Regions from separate parts of the Anser cygnoides genome. Here region 1 is linked to region 2. The links are chromatin contacts, called in public Hi-C maps. All regions are on one chromosome and are shown on one strand. The core of a region is the stretch at or near the end of the contact, and the rest is flanking DNA. Distances in the headings are between cores, read along the strand shown.

What was found. Hi-C and Micro-C count contacts between places; a contact is called where the count stands out from the background.
Region 1: a Hi-C map of liver shows a contact between it and region 2, with 1.8 times the contacts expected there. The contact joins the promoter of DNAJC25 here to the promoter of PTBP3 in region 2. A contact is called at or near these places in 2 of 7 Hi-C or Micro-C datasets (both in liver).

What each region holds. Positions count from the first base shown.
Region 1 is chrZ:11,497,525-11,500,224 of Taihu_goose_T2T_genome, reverse strand. It overlaps DNAJC25 (DnaJ heat shock protein family (Hsp40) member C25), which reads left to right and starts at 1,312. Exons shown (of 4, transcript XM_048051406.2): 1 at 1,312-1,646. The coding sequence starts at 1,350. It overlaps ECPAS (Ecm29 proteasome adaptor and scaffold), which reads right to left and starts at 456. Exons shown (of 50, transcript XM_066988105.1): 1 at 439-456; 2 at 100-151. The coding sequence starts at 136.
Region 2 is chrZ:11,136,644-11,139,398 of Taihu_goose_T2T_genome, reverse strand. It overlaps PTBP3 (polypyrimidine tract binding protein 3), which reads right to left and starts at 1,399. Exons shown (of 14, transcript XM_048051408.2): 1 at 1,097-1,399.

The DNA of each region.
Region 1 (2,700 bases), core at 63-2,562, 360 kb before region 2:
CCACCAGCCGCGCCCACGCCCGCCGAGGGGCTGCCCCGGGCCGGGGGGCTCCGGGCGGCTCCCCCCGATCTCTCCCCCCCGGTCCCCGGCGGCGCTTACTGAGCTCGTCCTGGGCAGCCGCGGCGGCCGCGGCCATGTTGTGCTGTGCCGGCTGCGGAGGGAGGGAAAGAGGGAGGGCGGTGAGAGGCGAGCCGCGGTCCGCCCGGAGGCCGCCCGAGCCCCGTCCCGCCTCCGCCTCCTCCTCCTCCTCTTCCTCCTCCTCCTCTGCCGCCTCCTCCTCCTCCTCCTCCTCCTCCTTCCCTTCCTCCTCCTCCTCCTCCCCGCGGCTCTCCCCACGAGGGGCAGCCGGCCCCCGCCCTCCCGCTTTATATTTAGAAAGAGCTGAGCCATCGTCCCCGCCCGCACCCCCCCCCCCGCCGCCGCCGCCGCCTCACTGACCCGAGTCCATGCTGACCTCCATGCCGGCGCGGGTACACGGGTGGTGGAGGAGGAGGAAGAGGAGGAAGAGGAGGAGGAGGAGGAGGGACGGCGGAGCCTCGCCTCCCCCTAGCTGCGGCCGCGGCTCCTGCACGGCCGGGGGCTGGGCTGCGGCCCCCCCGGCTCCGCCCAGGGCCGGGCTGCCCCCGCCGGTTGGGATTTCTGAGGCAAACCGAATTGTTTCTGCCTGGGTTTCGTTGTTAAATTCATTCGGAGGGAAACTGGTGGAGGGTTGGAAGAGACCTCCAAGATCACCTGGTCCAACCACCACCCTGCCACCAGTGTCACCCACTAAACCATGTCCCTAAGCGCCACGTCCAACCTGCCCCTAGAGGCTGCATCACGTAAGGACGTGGTAAGCAGGGGATACCGAAATACCTCCCCAACAGAAGAGGAGATTCCTTGGCTGGGTTTGGAATGATAGCGGTAAAAGCAGATGAGCTCGCAGACAAGGGATGACACGCTCACATACCACCCCGATGGGATTTTTGAGTAGGGGAACAATACACCAATAAAAAAGTGACATTCAAAGTGAAGTTTCTGTTCATTCTGATTTGGAAAGGGAACGTTAATTGGTGTGGCTAGGCTGTGGGTGAGGAGAAAGTTGGGTACGAGGAAGAAATTCGTCCCTCAGAGGGTGAGGCGGCGGCACAGGCTGCCCAGAGGAGCTGCGGCTGCCCCATCCCTGAAGCGCCCGGAGCCACGCTGGACGGGGCTTTGGGCACCCTAGCCCGCTCGGAGGCGATAGGGGGTCTGTAATTAGAGCTCGTAATTAGGGGTGGCAATTATCTGTGCGCCCAGGGCCCCGCCCTGCCGCCCGAAGAGCGCAGGCGCGGCCCCGGCCCCGGCCCCGGCCGTGGCGGCGCTGCGAGATGGCGGCGGCGGGCGGCGGGCGGCGCTGGCTGCTCTGCCTGTGGCTGTCGGCGGCGCTGCTGCCGCGGGCGGCTCGGGGCCTGACCGAGGGCCTGTACTGCGGCCGCCGCGTGTGCTACGAGGTGCTGGGCGTCAGCCGGCAGGCCAGCAAGGCCGAGATCGCCCGCGCCTACCGGCAGCTGGCCCGCAAGTACCACCCCGACCGCTACCGCGGCGAGCCGGGCGGAGGGGGCGGCGGCCCGCAGGCGGCCCACGAGAAGTTCCTGCTGATCGCCACCGCCTACGAGACCCTCAAGGTGAGAGGTGAGCGGGGCCGCCCGCGGTCAGGGGCTCCCTGAGGGGATCCCTGCCGGGTATCCCTCTCGCTGTCGGGTGGTGGAGCGAAGCGGGGAGGAGAGCCGTGGCTTGGAAGTGCCAGGAGATGCACGGTGCCCTCCACACCCTGCTCCTCGCGTCCCCTCGTCCGGACCCGAAGCACCCGTCAGCTAACTGGGGGTCGCTCTGACTTCGCTAGCTCGCAGCGCGAGGCTCCCGCAGGTCTGCCTTTCCTCAGTGGAAGGGGGAAATCAGATCTTTTGGTCCCACACAACCCGTGTTTCACAGCAGATTGTGCGGAATCAGTTTTGTGTTCCTTCGCGTGGGCTCAGCCAGCTTGCTTCCCACCAGCCGTGAAGGAGGAAGGAAAAAAAAACACAACACCAAAACCTTCTTCAATAGCCAGCCCGAGAGTGAGGAGAAGACAGAGTGCTCTTGAAAAGCCCTGTGGATTCAAAATAAACAGACTAGACCCTTATTGTGCAAGCACATCTTTAAAAGTAATGGTAATCATTGAATTGAGTGGTAGATGGGACTGTAAGGAAAGCAAAAAATCCGTGGCGTGGGCAAGACACGACCAAGGAGTGGAAGAAAGAAACCTGTACATGTTTTAAGGTTGATGGGGGGGAAAAAAAAAAAGAACTGGAACTCTTTCTGGGTAGAAAAGGGATGCAGCTGAGACTGACAAAGTTAAATTTCTCATTTCTTTATTACATGGGTGAATATGAGAAAAACTTCAAGAAAATGAGGTTTTGGAATGGCCTCGCATTGGATAGAGTTCACAGCCCTGTAAGCTAATTCTAAAAGATCTGAAAAACAGTAGTCTTAGTGGTTTGTTCATCTGTAAGTCTCTTCCTGAGCAATACCTATCAACTCTAGTCCATCTGGACTTCTGATTCGGAAATTAACTCATTTTGTGAATTTCAGTTGCCTGTTTTTATTTCAGTATTAAATCAAGTCTTCCTATAGCGCGTATTATGTATTTAAGACTATGTATATCAGGTGCGGGGGGGGGGGTTGGTGAGTGCGAGAACA
Region 2 (2,755 bases), core at 150-2,649:
TTCACAGCTTAAGAGAAACCAAAAATGTTCTATTCTAAAATGGATTAAATCAGAAAAATTACAAGTTACTCATAAATACATTTTACACATTGAAAAGGAGGACATTGTTGCTCCAGTGTCAGCGCTCTTAATTTCCTTTTGGAGATTTCCAAAAAAAACTAGTTTCAAAGCAAAATTGAAAAAAAATGCCGATCATATCAAAATTACTCATATTTTTGAATGAATTTCTCTGAAAAGGTACTTCCCAGCACCATTTTCTTTCTGACTAATCAGCATTTACACAACAAGTGCTCTCATCAACCTGCCTCCCTGCGAAGGCTTACACTCCAACAGCGCTGAGAGATGTCAGAAAGTTTCGGATAAGCTGCTTTGAGTCACTAGAAAGAGAAGAGAAGGAAAAAAAAAAAAGTTCTGAAACAAAAATTAGAGTTCTTAGAGTTGAAGAACTAATTTTTGTTTCAGAGTTCTCAGAGTTGAAGAACAGTTTGGCTTCTGCTGGTCACTGAGTTGCAGCGCAAACTTTAAGTTAATTATGTATACACCTTGCATGAAGTTAGCGCTGCCTTAAGTGGTAGTTTTCATGCATTTATGATAGATTACGACAAAAAAAATAGAGAAAGGAAAAAAGGAGAAGACTTCAGCTTTTAGCTCACAGAGCGCACGCTAAGCATAGTTAGCTTCCTGGGACAGGGAAATCTCTCACCACGGTTATAAATGCACTTCAGCTTTGAGATAGCGATAAGTAAAGGCAGAAATGAGAGAAGAGCAGCGATCCCGAGGCGCAGGAGGCGGGCTGGCGGTGCTGGCAGCCGCCCCGTCGCTACCACCGGGTGCCCAGCAGCTCTCCGGGCGGTGCAGGGCAGGTCCCTCGGGGTGAAGGCAGGAAGAGACAAAAAAAATTAAGCAGCGACAGTAGTTAAAATTAAATAACTACAGCAGTAATAAATAGCAGTGATAATAAAACGACGATAAATTAATGACAGCGAATTAATTAAAAGGGAAAGGCGCTCTGAGGGAAGCCACTCACCCCACAACGCGAACAGAAACGGAGAAAAGAAAAATCGCGAATTCAGGAACGGTGGAAGCAGAAAGTTACCCGCGCACCGGCCGGCAGGGCCACCCGCTTCCTCCTTCCTCCGCTACCTGCCGGGGCGGCCGGCGCCAATATCCCCACGGCCCGGCCCGGCCCGGCCCCGCCGAGAGCCGGCCCCCGCCGCTCCCCGCTGCCCCCGCCGGGCCCGGGCCACCTCCCCCGGCGGCGGGGACGGGGCGGGAAGGGGGCGAGGCCGGCACAGAGCCGCACCCCCCCGCCACCCCCTTACCCCTGAGGGACGCCGCCCCTCGGGGCTCAGCCGCCCATGGCCCGGCCGGGGAGCGGGGAAGGGGGGCTGGGGGACGGGGACCGGGCGGGGTCGGGGGCTGGGGGCGGGGGACCGGGAACGGTACGGGGGGGAGGCGGCCGCGGAGCAACACCTCCCCCTTTCTCCCCCTCCACCGCCTCACTGAGAGGAGCTCGCTGCCGGCCCAACGCGCCTGCGCGGAGCCGCCGGACACGCGCCCCGCGCGTCCACGATCGCGCGTCCGCGCCCGTCCGTGCCCGGCCCCGGAGTCGGCGCGCATGCGCGGTGCGTGACCGGCTGCCCCTGCTGCCCAGTGTTGTGGGCTCTGTGAAACGGGATGAAACTACCTCTGCGCTGAGCTTCCGTGGAAGTACGGCGGAGCAGGGGTTGTTTGTGTGTTAAAAATTGGTGTTATCAATAAAGTTGTGAAAAACCACCACACTCGGCCGATCCAACGCCCCCCCGATGCCACCGTCGCCCACTAAGCCATGTCCCCCTGCACCATGTCCAACTTCTGACCCTTGGCGTGAGGGTGCTGAGGGAAGGGAAGAAGCCACTTAAGTGTGATGGGTGTCAGTGCTTCCCACGCACCCAAAACACTGCTCCTGTCATGGGGAAGCCACAAATGTGGTGTTGAGTGTGTACGTGTGGTGTTGAGTGTGTACATGTGAGGGCTACACCAGGCCCCGTGGTCACCACCTGGCACGTGAGGGACTAAAGTGTACAGAGGGCGTCTTCACCACACAACACACTGTGGCACTGGCTTCTGTGGCCCAATGCGCAGAAGAATCTGAAAGTAAAAGCTAAAGGCAGAGAAGACAAGATGATAGTAGGAGGGGGGAGCCTCGTGCAGGCTGGTGCCCCTGTAATGTGAATCTTCTCATGCAAAATGGGAAGAGGCTTGTGTTTGTATTTGTTCGGTGCCTGACACAATCGCGGTGCATGACAGCATCCTTTACGGGAAACAATGGGATCTGTTAAATATTTGCATCTCCTGGAGTCACTCGGTGCAAGACTCAGCCTGTTACAGAGGCTCCAGATGACTGCAGTCCACAACCCTATCTCCTGTCAGGTGACGGCCATATACTGGGCGAGTGAACTGCAAACACTTCCTGACAAATGATACCTGTGTCCTGTCACCTGCTGGAGGGCGCCTGCGTTGACTGGGACAGGACGTCCTTTGAGCCCTGCGGTAGGTGGAATGACTGGAGAAGAAGCTGGTAGGTAGCAAGTTCACCAAGTATTTGACCCCACTCCTGCCTGCAACGAGGAGTGCCTAGGAAAGTGAGTGCTTTGGGGTGGAATATACACACCAAAACGTGGGATTGGGTTTGATTAAAGGATGTAGGTTGAGAGTCCTGTTAATCTAAAAACAGGGTGATTTTATTTAATTTGATGTTTATGAAGTGACAAGA